Regions from separate parts of the Rattus norvegicus genome. Here region 2 is linked to region 1. A link is a contact called in public Hi-C data. All regions are on one chromosome and are shown on one strand. The core of a region is the stretch at or near the end of the contact, and the rest is flanking DNA. Distances in the headings are between cores, read along the strand shown.

The links. Hi-C and Micro-C count contacts between places; a contact is called where the count stands out from the background.
Region 2: a contact with region 1 is called in a Hi-C map of Schwann cells, with 13 times the contacts expected there. The contact joins the enhancer-like site here to the promoter of Col6a3 in region 1. A contact is called at or near these places in 12 of 12 Hi-C or Micro-C datasets (the A7r5 cell line, the Rat2 cell line, Schwann cells and 7 more) and 1 of 1 datasets of contacts at active chromatin or transcription factors (oligodendrocytes).

What each region holds. Positions count from the first base shown.
Region 1 is chr9:98,884,010-98,891,443 of GRCr8, reverse strand. It overlaps Col6a3 (collagen type VI alpha 3 chain), which reads left to right and starts at 4,486. Exons shown (of 44, transcript NM_001427497.1): 1 at 4,486-4,671.
Region 2 is chr9:98,701,314-98,708,747 of GRCr8, reverse strand. LOC134480410 (a long non-coding RNA gene) reads left to right here. Exons shown (of 2, transcript XR_010054867.1): 1 at 1-2,734; 2 at 3,369-7,172. Among named protein-coding and RNA genes, the nearest start is that of Cops8, 50 kb to the right of the region's middle. Within about 2 kb of position 4,382, at least 35 of the 93 cell types and tissues checked have an H3K27ac peak or open chromatin away from gene starts, as enhancers often do. A contact at or near this core is called in the A7r5 cell line, Schwann cells, liver and 1 more, where this site is marked.

The DNA of each region.
Region 1 (7,434 bases), core at 3,237-5,736:
GGTTTCGGGAATCTGTTGTGGCTGTAGGATTTATATCCTGCTCCCTTGACAACTGTTGGTGTGGGGTTGTGGGCACCTCCTAGAGACTCCTAAGTTTGTTTGCTGCATGACGCTCTCATGAGACAGCAGCTGACTTTGTTAAGTTGTAGTCCACTGGAGAGCTGGGTAAGACACCATGAATTCACAGCTTACAGAGACAAAAGTTTCTACTTCCACAGTTTTGGGAGACAGAAGCCCAAGAGCAAAGCGCTAACAGCCTTACCGTTTGCTTAGGTCTGCATCCCAGCCCACAGAAAGAGTTTTAAATGAGGGCCCCATCTCATGGTCTAAACCTCCCAAAGGCCTTGTCGTGGTCAGTTTTAATGTCAACTTGCACAAACTACAGCCACGTGAATAGGGAGCCTCACATGAAGAAGTGTCTAGGTTTTATTATTGATGTGGGAAGGCCCATCCTGATTGTCAGGGGTACCTTCTGCTGTCAGTCCAGATCAACGGGGATGGTAGACAGGACACCATTTCTCCTGTGCCTTCTTCACTTCCATTCAGCTGCAGAGTTGACTTTCCCTGTTGTTGCTTCCACTGAGTCCTTTGCTAATAGCAGAACCAGTTCCCTTGTGAGCTAGCGACTAGTGGCTCTCTGGGAACCTTGCTGACTTCCGACACCAGACTGGGACGGCGGAGGGACCCAGCTTCACGGACAATTTGTAACAACTAATTGTCAGGTAACTGCCGTGAAGCAGGCATTGTGGAGCAGTCTGCTCTGACTGCTCAGGAACCCAGCCTCGAGCGCAGAGTAACGACCATGTTCTCAGTCTCTCAGGCGGAATCCTGCTGTTGGTACTGTTTTAAAACTGACTTGATACACTCATGGGACGTGCCCAGGGAGTCGGGAGTCCGCCATGTGAATTTTGAAAGGACAAACAGACAATCAGACCAGAGACGCCAAGGAGAGACCGAGCCCTCTGAAATGGCAAGAGATGACTGGAATGACTGTCCTTCCACCACCACTTTATACAGTGACTTCTGTGAGGGACCCACAGCCCTCGTCATGTGCAAGTGATGCTGATCAAGCTTCAGGCTCCGTCTGCACTCAGGCAGAGAGGTTAGACAGGGTCTCCCTTCTCAGGAGGCCTTTCTAGCACTGTGACTACCTCACCCATGGTATCTCTAGAATGTGCATGTCCCAGAAAGAGTGTGGATGTAAACCAGTAGGCATTTACTATGGAGGACACTGGGAGGGGTACCCAGAGCATCTTCTCAATGACGCTGGCCTGTGGAAACAAGGCCAACCAGAGTAGTCACCAGTGTCTTGGGCTTACCTTTCGTGCACCTCAGTGTGTCTGAGGTGCACCTAAGCACCATGCAGCCCCTGAGCACAAGGGAGCCTTGGAGATGGATCTGCTAACTCTTTCTTTGTCAGGGAAGGCCACAGGGGCCTCCCACCTGGAATAAGTGGAAGAGTGGAATCCCAAATATGGGTGGTTGGGTAAGAAAGACATAGGGCTGGGAGAGTTGTCATGAGGTGCCACCAGGTTCCAGAAGGCTGTGCAGTCACATGTGAGGTGGGAGAGGGTCTAGATCATGGCAACCACTACACAATAGAGAGTTTAAGTCTTTGCCCAGCAGAGGCACCTAACTCCTTTATCCCTCACTATCGCTGGCTTAGCACCCTTCTCACAACAAGCGAGCACGTAGCTATTTTGAAAACGCACAGCTGCATTTGGACCGGACAGAGAGAAGAGCCACACGTGGGATCCCGTGCAAAGTGCTGGTTCAGTTAACCCCAGTGGGGTAGCTGCTCGAGGCATTCAGCTGTGATTAAACACCATCTTTTAGCAGCAGAGAGGAGCTGTGGGGCAGATGGCTCTCCCCAGTGTGAATCTTGAACTCCACCCAGGAGAGAGGCAGCAAGCACCTTGGTGTTGTATGAGGCCAGGATCCATGCCTACACGGTGCAGAGAGGAATGGGGTGGGAGCAGGGAATGCTGTGCCCTCATGTCACGTGGGGAGTGTGGTTCAATGGCTAGAGCCTCTGCTCCAGTTTCTACTTAAAGGCTGTGGGTAAGGAACGCCCCCAGTCCGGGTCTGCATGCCCACTGCCCACCTCACACCCAGCAAGTATGTTCCTAGTAGCAGAGTATCAGAAAGCCATGGAGATGCAGGGTTGAGATTCTTTCTGGGGTGCTGCCTTCCCTTCTCCCTTCTACTGGAGGGAGGTAACACACGGAAGAAGTCAATGATTTCATTTTTTTGCACATGGCTTCGACGGGATCTCCTAGTAGAAAACAGATATCTCCTGATGTTTTGTGACATCTAACTTTTCACACGGGCCACCAGATGGCTGAGTGGTGAGAAGCGTAGGGGTATCCAAAGTTGGGGCTCTGACCCAAGCTCTGCTACTATCTCAGTCAGGGGGGGCATAACCGTGTCACCTTAGGACATTGGGATATAGTTTTGCTCACTTATGAATCAGGAGCATAATTGAATAATTTCACATTACCTAAATTCTCATGGAGGGTCTGGAGAGATGGTGGAATGGCGGACAGCACTCGCTATGTAAGGATGAGGACCTGAATTTGGTTTGAATACCCAGTCCCTACTTAAGAAACTAGGTGTGGGCAAGTGTGCACCTGCAGCCTCAGCTCTGTGTGTGTGTGTGTGTGTGTGTGTGTGTGTGTGTGTGTGTGTAGGTGTGTAGGTGGGGTGGAGGTAGGGGGTGGGGACGTATAGAGACAGGATTGGATTGCTGAAGCTTGGCTGCTGACAGCTGAACTCTAGGTCCAGTGAGAGACCTCTGGAGAGGGGCACAGCAGGAACCGGTGTTCTTCTCTGGTCCTCAAGTGCATGCATGGGCACCCCTCTTCCCAGCATGTATATTTGAAAGGGCTTCAGGTCGGGGAAGCCCTTTAGATTTTCGAGAGATATACTGTAAAGTGCTTTGAAAGGTACAAAGCTCTGTAGAAACCCATGTTCCCACTGGAGAGTTTCCATAGGAGTCCGAGCCAGAAAACCGCCCCCATCCCAGTGTGCGTCCCAGAAGGAGGCCGCCTCTCACAATCAGGGTCATTATATAGAACTCTCGCCCTCTTGCCTTTTGCGCTGGCAAACAGAGCTCTGGTTAGCGGCAAGCCAAGGAGACGACGCTAATTGCTGGGTTTGATATTTGAAAAGAGAGATTATTAAGCGAGGTCTCGGTTCAGAAACTTCAAGAAGAAATGGGAGGGTGTGGTGAGGGTGGAGGGGGGAGATTGCATTTCCTGTTTTTCTTTCTGATGGTGGTGGAAAACCATGGATACCCACGGAGAAATTCCAAAACTCATTCTTTTTCCTGCTAGAGGCCCTGCCCATAAAGGTGATGGGTAGAAGTGGTCAATTCACTATTTCTTTTTATAGCTATGGAAATGAGTTTAAATTTAAATTTAATTTCGTTACTTTATGTGTATGAGTGTTTTGCCTACATTTATGTCTGTGTACCATATATGCCTGGTCTTGGAGGTCTGATGAGGGTGTCAGATCCCCTGGACCTAGGTGGTTGTGAGCTCCCATGTGGGCACTGGGAACTGAACCTGGGTCCTCTGCAAGAGCTACCAGCACCCGCCCTTCCTTCCTTCCTTCCTTCCTTCCTTCCTTCCTTCCTTCCTTCCTTCCTTCCTTCCTCTTTGTTGAGATAGTTTCTCTCTGCCTTTCTTTGGAACTCGCTGATTTGACTAAATTTACTGACCAGTGAGACCCAGGGATCTGCTTTTTCCTTCCTTTTCCATGATGAGATGACTCTACACTGGCTTTTTTAAAAATGTATTTTGGGGACAGACTTCAGGTCCTCTCGCTCAGGCATTAAACATTTTATGGGCTTCAGTGGTTCTCAACCTGTGGGTTGTGACCCCGATGGGGGGGGGAGGCGTCACATATCAGATATTTACATTACAATTCATGACAGTAGCAAAATTACAGGTATGAAATGGCGATGGAATGATTTTACAGTTGGGCTCACCACAGCATGTATTAAAGAGTCGCAGATTAGGAAGGTTGAGAGCCACGGGGCTAAAGCTGTTTTCCTAGCTCTTGAGGTTCTCATCTTTACCACACTTTAGTTTTGCCTCAGTAACCTCTGATTGAAAATTATAATTCCTTCTGGCTCATGGTTGATTTCCTTTTTTTCCCCCTTCCCTTTCTTAGGGTTGGAGTTTGCAGGAGTCCAACTAAATGCTTGTAGGGAAAAGACGGCCTTCATAGGTGACATCAGCTTGCAGAGCAGGCCAGAAGCAACAGAGCCCCAGGTCTGGTTTTCATTTACAGTTTGGGTCCGTCCTACGGCAGGGAGGGGAGAAGAGGGGTCTGGAGGAAGGAAGGAGAAAGAGGAGGAGGAGAAGAAGGCAGGGGAGGAGGGAGAGAGAGGCGGGAGCGAGAGGAGGAGCAGGAGGAAGCCCTGACTGTACCCCTGGACCCTGTCCAGTTTGGAGTCCAGCTTTTCACCAAAAGCTGCTCAGTTCCCCGGGCTCCAGCTTCCAGCAAGGATTGCAACAGGAGGCTGTGCTCTCCGATCCGGGATCTTCCTCTCTTTGGTGGAGGAGGGTTGTAGGAAGAAAGCGAGCGTGAGAGAGAAATATGCATCCTGGTGAATTGTGATTGAGCTTAGAAGCCCAGGGACACACGTCTTCAGGTTTGCTCAGGGTAAGTGTGAGGTTTTGCTTGTTTGTTTCCTTTGTGGCACGAAGGAATCATACTTCAAGCAGAGGTGAGCTAGGGTCTCTTGCCATCACCCTGTCAGTCAGTATTCTGTACATATTTTCGGTTTCTGGAAGAGTCGGCTGCTCTTTCTTTCCTTTGTGGGACCTGGGTTTCTTTAACCTGCTGAAGGTCATGGACTGCTCAGTTGTGTTTAGGTTTGCTGCTGCTGGGAGTGTCCTGTGTGTCCCTGCCTGTGTCGTGTGCACTTCTGACTGTGGCGCTCTCTGCCTGCTGGTTGGTTGAAAGTCGTCTCTCTTTCCCCAGACTGGTTGCCTTGTTTGCAGAGGCATCAGGATGGGAACATAGGGCAACCTGCAGAGTGGATTCCAGAGAGATCTCATCTCTTTGGGTTCTCCAAGGGTCATGGGTAAGGTAGGGGTATACTCATCAGTGTGGAGAGGCTGGTCAGGCAAACTGCCATCTTCTGAGTTTGGAGAGATCCTGGTGCTCGTCTCTGGGCTGGGCTGGAGATACTCAGCTGCGGCCATCAGGGCTGCTTAATCTTTTCAGGAATCTGAAGTCACCCTTGCAAGATCTGTCTTTTGGGAACGCTTAAGGGAACTTCAGGCCTCAAGCGTGCAGAATGCAATACTAGGGCAACTTTCCCACTGGAGAAGGCAAGGCTCAGGACTGGGCTGCCCTGGGTTGTCCAGATGGGAGGCCTGTGCCAAGTTGGGAGGCCCAAGGGCTATTCCCTGGCCATGAGGATGCTGGGTGGGGTTCAGGCCCTCTCTCACTGAGGATGGGAGGGAGTTCACGGATAGTTGCCAGCCCACTTGGGGACCTATTTCAAGCTACTATGGGATGAATGCAAGGGTGGGGTCAACGGGAAGGGTTCATCGCAGGACTGGAGAGAGGCTGAAGGAAAAATGAATTTCACACAAACCCAGGCAAACTTAGGGACTGGTGTGGACTTCAAGAACAAGCTGTTATGAGCACAAGTGGGCACATTACACCCCAGAGGCCATTTCTCTCCCTACCAGAGCTGCCTCCAGATGAAAGCCCCAGAGTCTCAGAGCTTCAAGGGCACTCATAGGACCCGAGCATAGTTCCCAACTCCCCAGAAGGAACACAAGAAACTGAAACTAGGGAAAAGCCTTTAAAACAAAACCATGTTGCTCTTAACAAATCAATATGGGACCAGCTGGTTGCCGTAGCTGCCCCTACTGGGACTTTTGCTTTCTTTGCAGGGTGATTCTGGGCTAGAAGCTTCCAGTGCTGTCATCCTTGGCTTATGGGTGAAGAGGGAGAAGCTCTGAGATGCTGGACTACTCGCCAGGCCCACCTGAGTGGCTGGCTTCCAGCAGCATCCTTTCTCATTGCTGGAGCGCTGGGGCTGATGAGCCAGCAGGAGGGGGCTCTTTAGATCTCCATGTGAGATAGGCTTATAGATTGATTCCCCTCAGAGGAGACGTCCATCTGTTACAGTCCATTCAGAGCCATGGGGCAGTTGGCTCAGGCTTCACAAGGATACACAACTCGTGGGGAATGAAGGGAGGCCCACTTCAGGGAGGAGGGCATGGCGCTGTGATTGGGATTCCAGTGTGGGACTCTTATATCCAGGCCAGCTTGAGGGCATGGAGGGCTCACAGTAATAGCCTAAACTTTGCTTAATTCTACTGAGGGTGAAGGAGTGGGGATGTAGAATTTCTTTGAGAGAGATTTACAATTGGGAACAGTGGTCCAATGTGTCTGTCTCTGTTTGTCTGTCTGTCTGTCTGTCTGTCTGTCTCTGTCTCTGTCTGTCTCTCTGTCTCTCTGTCTCTCTGTCTGTCTCTGTCTCTGTCTCTCTCTCTCTCTCTGTCTGTCTCTCTCTCTCTCTGTCTCTGTAGTGAAAAGCTAACACTGGGTGGGGAAGATGGTCAGGATGGGGACAGAGAAGGTCTCTCCTGGATTTTTCCAGTCTGGGAACTAGAGGGTGTGGCCACAGTACCTTCCTTGGGGGTGACTGAGCTATCCTTTGGCCTAAGAGTGTATCTTAGGTTGGAGGTGGGTACCACACCCCATTCTGGTGGAGACTGTCAGGTCTGGGAGCCTAAGGATGTGTCTGAGACAAGGTGGGCATGGCTCAGAGCAAGAAACATCTGCGCCTCTGCACTTTGTTTTACCCTGCGATAAGCGCACTTTGTGACTTCAGACAGAACAATGTCCCCTATCACCGGCCATAGAGTAGGGAAAATTCCTCCATTCATCCAGCTCCTGGGGCCATGAACTCTGATCTTACTTTGAGTGTGAAACCTACAGACCTCAGTGCTCAAGGCCACCATCTCCTCCTGAGATCACCACCCTCCTTCAGAGTGGGTGGAGGCACTTACCATCCAGGGCTCGTTTTGCTTTCCCGCTCTTTCCAGACGATTGGTGACTTGGAGAAAGCACGGCCCAGACAGAGCTGCTCTCTGGTGCTCTGACACCACCTGCTTTTGTGCAAAATTCCACATCTAGGACTGAAAATTCATCGGCAAGCCGCCAAGTTGTGTTTCGTGAGATGATCTTGCAGGCATACTAACGATGTTAGCAAGAGAAAACTGAAGCTGCTGTCACTTCTTTGTGGAAGGAGCTGCGAGCTGGATGTCCTTTGGGAAAGGGTGGCAGGTGATGTCCAGGGCTGAATGAGGCACTGTGTACCGAGGAGGCTTTTCCTCACTGACTGACCTACAGGCAGGAACTGCACATGGTGTCCTGGCTGTGGCTGTCGGGCAGTAAAAA
Region 2 (7,434 bases), core at 3,133-5,632, 180 kb after region 1:
GACACTCTACCATGGAGACACAACGCAGCCCCTTAAGGAAGGGGCCTCTGAAGAGAGTTCTCCACAGAACTTCCCTGGGGAGCCCAGGTCCCTTTCTCCCCAACTGTCCCTCTTCATCCAAAGTCACTTGGCTTAATCCTGTTTTTGGTTGTTTACAGCATAGTCTGATAGAAGGAACATGTTCAGGGTGGACCAGAGATAACCAGAACTCCAAAGCCATCTGAGGCTAGCTCTTAAGTAAGACCTTTGGGACATTTGGCTGGATGTCACTTCCCCCGTGACATCTTGTTGCTGTATTTTCTCCATTCTCCTTTTAGACCTCCTTTGAGTGTCCACACTGGCTAATACAGCAGTGTTCTTACTGTCCGTGATTATCATGGGCATGATTATTTTCCATTTTTAGGAGAGTAAAAAAACGCCACAAAAGATCACCTCAGACACGGATTTGTCCATCCAAACTCTAAGAGGTGGACTGACTGAAGTCAAAGCTGATACATGGGTTTATATGTTTTAGAAAAAAAATCACAGTCACCGACACTTGGACAGGTGAGCTAAAAGTGTCCTGGCAGGTGTGGGGAAGTGACCGCAGGTCCTCTGCTGCAGCCTGGGGGATCCCCAGCCCACAGGCTCCTCCAGGTTCAGATGCTGGGGACATCACTGCCTCTCAGCCCTGTCTCTGTTTCTCTGGTCCCTGCTGAAGAATACCCCAGTGTCTCGTCCACCACACTGGCTGGAATGGAACTTGGACTCTTATCTCCTTCCAGCCACAGTTTAGGGACCCTTGACACACGCCCCTAAGAAGTAGTTTGGGGGAAATTTATAAGGGTCTGCCCACCATCTGGACTACCTCTGGGTCTCAGAAGTTCTCTGGCCATGTCAGTAGAAGCCAGGGTGGGAGGACTTCTTAGTACATCTCCCAGCTATGACCCCCGTCATCCTTCAGCATGGTTCTTGGGCCCCACCATGAGCATGCAATGAACGCCTTCCTCCAGGACCCCAAAGCTTTCCAAGGCTTCTGTTGTCTGCTTAAGCAGGCCCTTGAATACCTGGGAACACAGAGCAGGGCATGGTTAAATATAGAAGAAAGCCATCCCCCCAAAATTCTAGTCCTATTATCTAACATTTCTTTAGACCATTTTTGGAAAACAACTCTCCACCACCCCTCCTGTTCTCAGCTCAACAAGCCCTTAGAGATCTGACCCAGCTGTTCTTTCCCTGTACTGAAATGGGTCCTGCCTTCCCCACATTTGCCAAGTTTGCCAAGAACAGGGTGAGTCTCACCACCACCATCCAGTGGTACCTGGGGACGTCTCAGGTATTCATACATAAGTCACCTCTGGAGGAGGTCAAATGGCGAGCTGTAGACTGGTCTTTCTTTTTCTTCCCGAGCTCCATGCAGGGCTGGTCACGCCAGTCACCCCAGGGAGTGTGAGTCCCTGGGAGCACTGCATAGTATGGATGGGTCTCCTTCAGGGGTTGTTTGAGAACACAGGGTTCTTTCCAAGGTTGTCAGGAGGGGTGCTCTGAGCATGACTGATTTCAGCAGTCTTCAGGCTTCCCAGAAGTCTTGAGTCTCTAGACTTAGGGGTGATTTTGTGTTCATGTTTGTTGGCACAACAGGAGTTGGAAGCGTTCTGAGACTATGAAGGGTGCTGAGTGTGTGCTCTGACCTGGAGCACTGACATCATCAATAGCCCCTCGACCAGAAAGCCAAAGGCAAAACCAGGTGACTTACAGAATGCTTTCAACTTCCACGGCACGGAAACCTCTACCGGGGCTGAATGTGATCTACTGACGCAGAGTCAGAAGGGACACCCAGGCACCACACCGTTACCGAGAAAGTCACCATTTAGATTTACTATGTGGGTTTCTGAAGGAACACGGTTGCACATCTACTCGCCTCGGGTAGGGCACCAGTGGGATGAACTCCACACGAGTCTAACTCCGTGGGCCGATGAGTTTATTGAGCTTACAAACAAGGGGCTAGGATGAGGGTCATTTACAGCTGATGAGACTTCCAAATAACCACATGAGTGACAAATGCTACCCCAGCATGGATGTAAACTTCCCAGAGCTACCTAGTTGGAGATGTCCCGTCTTCCCCTTCCAGCCAGCCTTCCATCCCTTTTTATCCTAGCTTCTCCCAAGACCATGCTTTGCTAAGGCACAATTACATATAACCAGGAGGCAGCTGCAGGAGGGAGAGATTGGCTGGAGTCTAAGGTAAGAGCTTAAGGACCTCCCTAGCCTTCCTTCTACAAGGAGCATCAAGAAGTCTGACCTTGCAAAGGCTTTGACGACGACTACCCCAAGCTCTCCTTCTAGGAGAGCGTGTCAACAGGCCTGATCTTACTGATGGCCTCTTTCCAATATTCGTAGGCATTTTGTTTGAGACTGTGATTTCCCTCATGCTCAAAGGGTAGCATTCCACACAGGATTTAACACCTGAGTAATTGATCACGAAATAATGGAAGAGTGCTAAGCTCAGAGGAATTATGGTCTTTATTGACTACTCATTTAATTATAAATGTAGTTGGTTTCATTTCAATAATGACCATGTTTGACAGATGCCTCTCTAAATGGATGGAAGGAGTCTGTCTGGCCCGCCACAGTGCAAGCCATTTCTCTCTGCAATAAGGACAAACCGCCTTCCCGTGTGTTTGAAACCAGCCAGAACCCAGAGGTGCTGGGACAACATTGTCCTAGGAAGCTCAGCGAGAAACAATAGGAACAGGTCAGTGTATGCATGGTACATAGGGAGTCAGTCTTGCTACCAGGAGGAGTTAGCCAAGAAGGGCTGGAGGAGGAAGAGAGTGGCAGGGACTAGATAGGTCTTGTGACTGAAGCCACTGGTCCAGGGTCCTGATCCTGTTGCTTACTAAGGACCCATGCAGAGAGACCCCTTATCTTTCCTGAGCCTGTTTCCTTAATTGTGGAGTGACCAAGGAGACTGACTGCTCACCACTTAGGACTTTAGCAGGATCGGTGATGATGACAGTGTGGGACTGTGCCAAAAGCAGGCATCACAGTGGCCCAGGAGGCAGTAACAATGTCTCCTCTCTCAGAAGAGCACAGAGTCCCCAGTAGTTGTGAGAAACCTGTTTTAGGCTGGAAGGACCTTGAGCTGCACTGCCCCATACTGATGGGTACTCAGCCCTTCTGTTGCATTCTGAGGCGCTGTACCCACGTCGCTGTGGCCATCACTGTAGGAAGATGGAAGGAATATGAAAGCCAGGGTCTCTTTAAGTCTGGACTCAGTGAGCTTAGGATATGGTGTGCAGTGGGCAGGGTTCAAGACCATGGAGTCTTTTTAAAAGAGTATGAAACGGACTTCAACATTGAAGGTCCTCACTTTTGCTTTCTTCTAGGGCTGCACTGTGGTCTGAAAGGATCAGTCTGGTTTGCCCAGGACATCAAAGCTAGGCTCATCAATGCCAGAGGTGGAGTGGGGGTCGGGCAACAAGCTTGTCATTTCACTGAGAACATACATATCACTTACCCAAGTCATAAGAGAACAGGGGACTGAAGAAATTGAACTGCCAGTCAAGAATTGTCCCCTAGACGGACATGTGCAAAACAGCTCTGGGGAGCCTAGCTTGTGACTCACAGGCAGTCTCCCCCGCCCCCGACACTGCAGCTGTGGGCAGCATGGCCACCTTCTGATTCACGTTTTCCAAGGTTACCCAGAAAAATGGAAACCATCTGGATGCACCAGCTCCCACTCAGATGGACGCCCACACTGTTCTCAGACTGGCATAGAAGCTTCCATAGTCCCTGCTTGCCCAGAGCAGTTTCCTCAGCTGTAACGTCTGTCTGTCTCCATCATCATCAAACTCCAGGCCCACTGACCCAGAAGGCATCCGCACAGGGTGCCAAATGAACATGGAGCTGCCTGCCTACAGCCAGGGTCTTTTAAAGTCCCCTTACTTGCTGTTCTCCTGGGTAACTGTCCTCATACCAACTACAGGACAGCCCGTGGTGCTCCTTCAATGAACCATTTCTTGTCTGACTTGGGCAATGACACTAGGGTTCCTCTCTAATTTGGGGTTTTGGATATAATGCAAAAAAGGAGGGATGTCCGGAAGGAAAGGGTGTCCTGGGAGAGTCCTCAGAAGTTCCCAGCATATGCTGTCTTGGGAACACCACTCTAGCCGTGTGCAGCTGGCCACTGACAGTCCGACTCCCTGTGTGTGTGTGCGCACACGCATGCTGATTTATGAAGAATTTTCCCGGAAGATAAGCCCCACCTGCGTTTTAGATCTAAGAGTACCCAGTACAATGTGGAGCCTGGTAAAGCGTGCTCTCCTTGCTAGCTGCAGGGCCAGACTCCCTGGCTCTATTCCTACTCCCACATTGGCTGCCTGGCCCAGTTTTCTGGGGACAGTAACGGTTCATCTAGAGACTGCTGGAAGCCTGAAGGAGACACACCAGCTTTGAGGCTCCCGGAGAACACTCAGACAGACTTGGGGGTGGGAGAACGGCAGAGAAAGTACCAGCTCGAAAGTCACTACTGTAGGGACCTAGAGCGTCCCCTGCCCTCTCTGGTAGGGGGTGGCTTAAGTGTCCCTTTTAACAGCCACCCAGGTCCATTTGTATTGAATGAGTCACCCCTCTAAGGCCACCATGTGAAGCTTACATGGTTGTAAGAATCCTCTCATTCTCCTGTTCATGCAGACAGTTGCCCATCCCTGCTGTGGGCTTCACCCCTCTCCCAGCACCTTCACAAGCTTTGGGAGGTTTGGACCCTGTTTGTAGTCATGTGGAGATGCTGGTCTGAAGGGGGGGTCTTGTCTCTAGAGGACCGCAGAGACCTGTGGGATGGATGGTGGTGGATCTGGTGCAGAAGTGGGCCTGAGAGGTCCTTTGCCTGTGTCACCTGCGTGTTAGCAGAGGATATGGAGAATGGGTAACCAGTATGGGGGAGGGGGGAATGGGGAGAGGACAGCCTGGCTGCAGTTGGAAGAATGAGAGGAAGTTGGGTAGGGGAGCACACAAGAACAGGGATGACAACCGAGGCTCTGTGATGCTTCAGAAGGCCCTACCCTTCCCAGGAAGGTGGCTTGTGCCACACTGCAGAGAGTATCAGTTAGGAAACAGAATACCTTAAGGATTGTGTGTTCAGGAGGCTTGGAGGCATGGGGGAGGGGCCGGAAGTCGTCAGAGGCCAGCATTCCCTTCCTTTCTGGAAGCGTGACTGGAGGGGAGGAATAAGGATAGCTATAGTGTGCTGGGTGTGCAAGGGTTGGAGTTTGTCTGGCTTTGGTGTGGGCCTGGGGCGTTTCAGTAGTGTGGTAGGGAATCCACTGCTGAGACGGCAGAAACGCCCCTGGCAAAGTGCCTCGCGCTTCAGAAAGCGGCTGCTTCCTGGCCAGACAAGGAACCAGAACCAGACAGTCTTTTCACGAGGTGACCCTTCGCAAGGAAGGAGGCACAGGCCTCTGAGATTTGAAGTCACCTCCCCCACTTAAAGATACTTGAAACAGCTGCCAGATGGGCCACCTCCCCACGTTTCAAGGCTGCCATCTGGTGGAAGTCTGGGGAATAGCAACTATCTTAAACAAGACCCTTTCTACTCCAGGGGCTCCAGCAACTGTTGACAGGTAAGGTGGACAACATATACCCCTAAAGATCATTTTGCCTGGGAGAAAGAGCATCTCTGGGCCTAGTTGATTGACTGGCAAGCAGAGATGGTGATTGATCTACAAAGTGTCACTTGCCTCCCTCCAAGTAAGCAATGCACAAGATACACGGTACTCATGGGTTCAAATCTTGCCCAGCCTTTGAAGCTAACTCCCATGAACATGACTTTGTTCTTGTGTGTAGGGAATGATGGCCACAGAGATCAGTGTCATCACGTAGCATATGCCTAGTGCCCCTGGTTATTCCCTCTCCAGCTATATTGTTCTCGTGACCCATCAGCTCCGGAGACCCACTGTTTAGAAGACCAAATAATGTCTCCTCCACTGAAGGGTCTGGAGTGGGACAGATTAGCCTGGACTGGTCAGAGTCCTGATGAGAAGGACATGGTGATGCACTTTGGGAGTGGCAAACACAGTGAGGAAACAGACCCTCCTCTGTAGAGCCTCCAAAAGAATTAACCTGCTGAATGGCTTCCGTTCCAGGAGGCTGAGTGTGGACTTTCAGCCTCCAGAACAAGAGATAGAACCAGTGTGGCTTTAGAACCCCATTTCCCCGGCTATAGCATCTGTTGCAACTTGACTTGGGAAAATTAATGCCAAGATCAAGGTTCAGAGGTCAAAGCTCAACAGATGTCTAGACACTGAAACTCACCGGCGCCACAATGTGCAAGTAAATGACCTGAAAACTAGCGGGGTCTCACCCTTGTGTCCCTCGGGTTGGTTCTAGGTCATTTTTATTTATTTCTTAAGGCTGGTGAGATGGCGCCGGTGCCGCGGGGAAAGCACTTGCCACTCAAGCCTAAGGTCCTGAGTTTGATCCCCTTGAACTACAACAACAACAACAACAGCAAATATGTGTGGACAAAAGTGGAAGGAATAACCAACTCCACAAACTGTCTTCTGGATTCCACATACGTGCTGTGGCAAGCGCATCCCCCACGTCATAAGCGCACACACACAATAATAATTCTCATTTGTCAGTATCTAAAAATCACATTTTCACACCATTTTTTTCCTACCTGAAACCCACGTCTCCCCATGGTGATATCTGGACTTGGCAACCAGAACCTTCCAAACCTACTTCCCTCCCACCAGACTTTGAAGATTGTGTTGTCACTATGGCACAGGAGCGTAGTTTAAAGAGGTCGCACTGTAGTGGAAGACATGAATGACAGCCAGTTATTTCTCCACTCAAACCTTCCACTTCTAAATAATATGTTTGCCCTGGGGTGCTCATCTACTGAGTGTCTAGAATGAAAAACAATGGAGAGTTAACTCACTGGACCCCCAGGCCAAGCCCCCTCGCCTCTGGACCTCTCGACCTGACTAAACCGTAGGATTCAGGCTTCAGAAGGTCTTCCAGGAGTGTTACAGAGGGGAACTGAAGACACCTCAGGGTCAGACCTGGTGCTCAACGTCACAGCCTTGGATACTGTTGGGGGAGATATCAGGATTGGAGTGTCAGGTTCCCGAGTCGGAGACCCTTGTCCCCAGGGTCACGTCACATCTCTCTGAATAAAGAATGAATTAGAAGGAAAGGGGGAGTGTAGAAACACCAAGGTTGGATGTGTGGAGAAGAAAGTGCTGTTCAAGAGAGGGAGCCTGAGGGTATTGTGAGGTCCCAGGAGCTGTGATGTCATGGGAGGGGGTGTCATCTTGGACCCCAAGATGTCTCTGAGGTTCTGAGTTCTAAAAGTCCCTGAGGATCTGGTCAGGGCTCCTGGCTTTGCTATAGAAGATGCCCACCCATGAAGGAGGGCAGTGGAGCTGAACCTTAGCCTTGGAATCTTCTGCA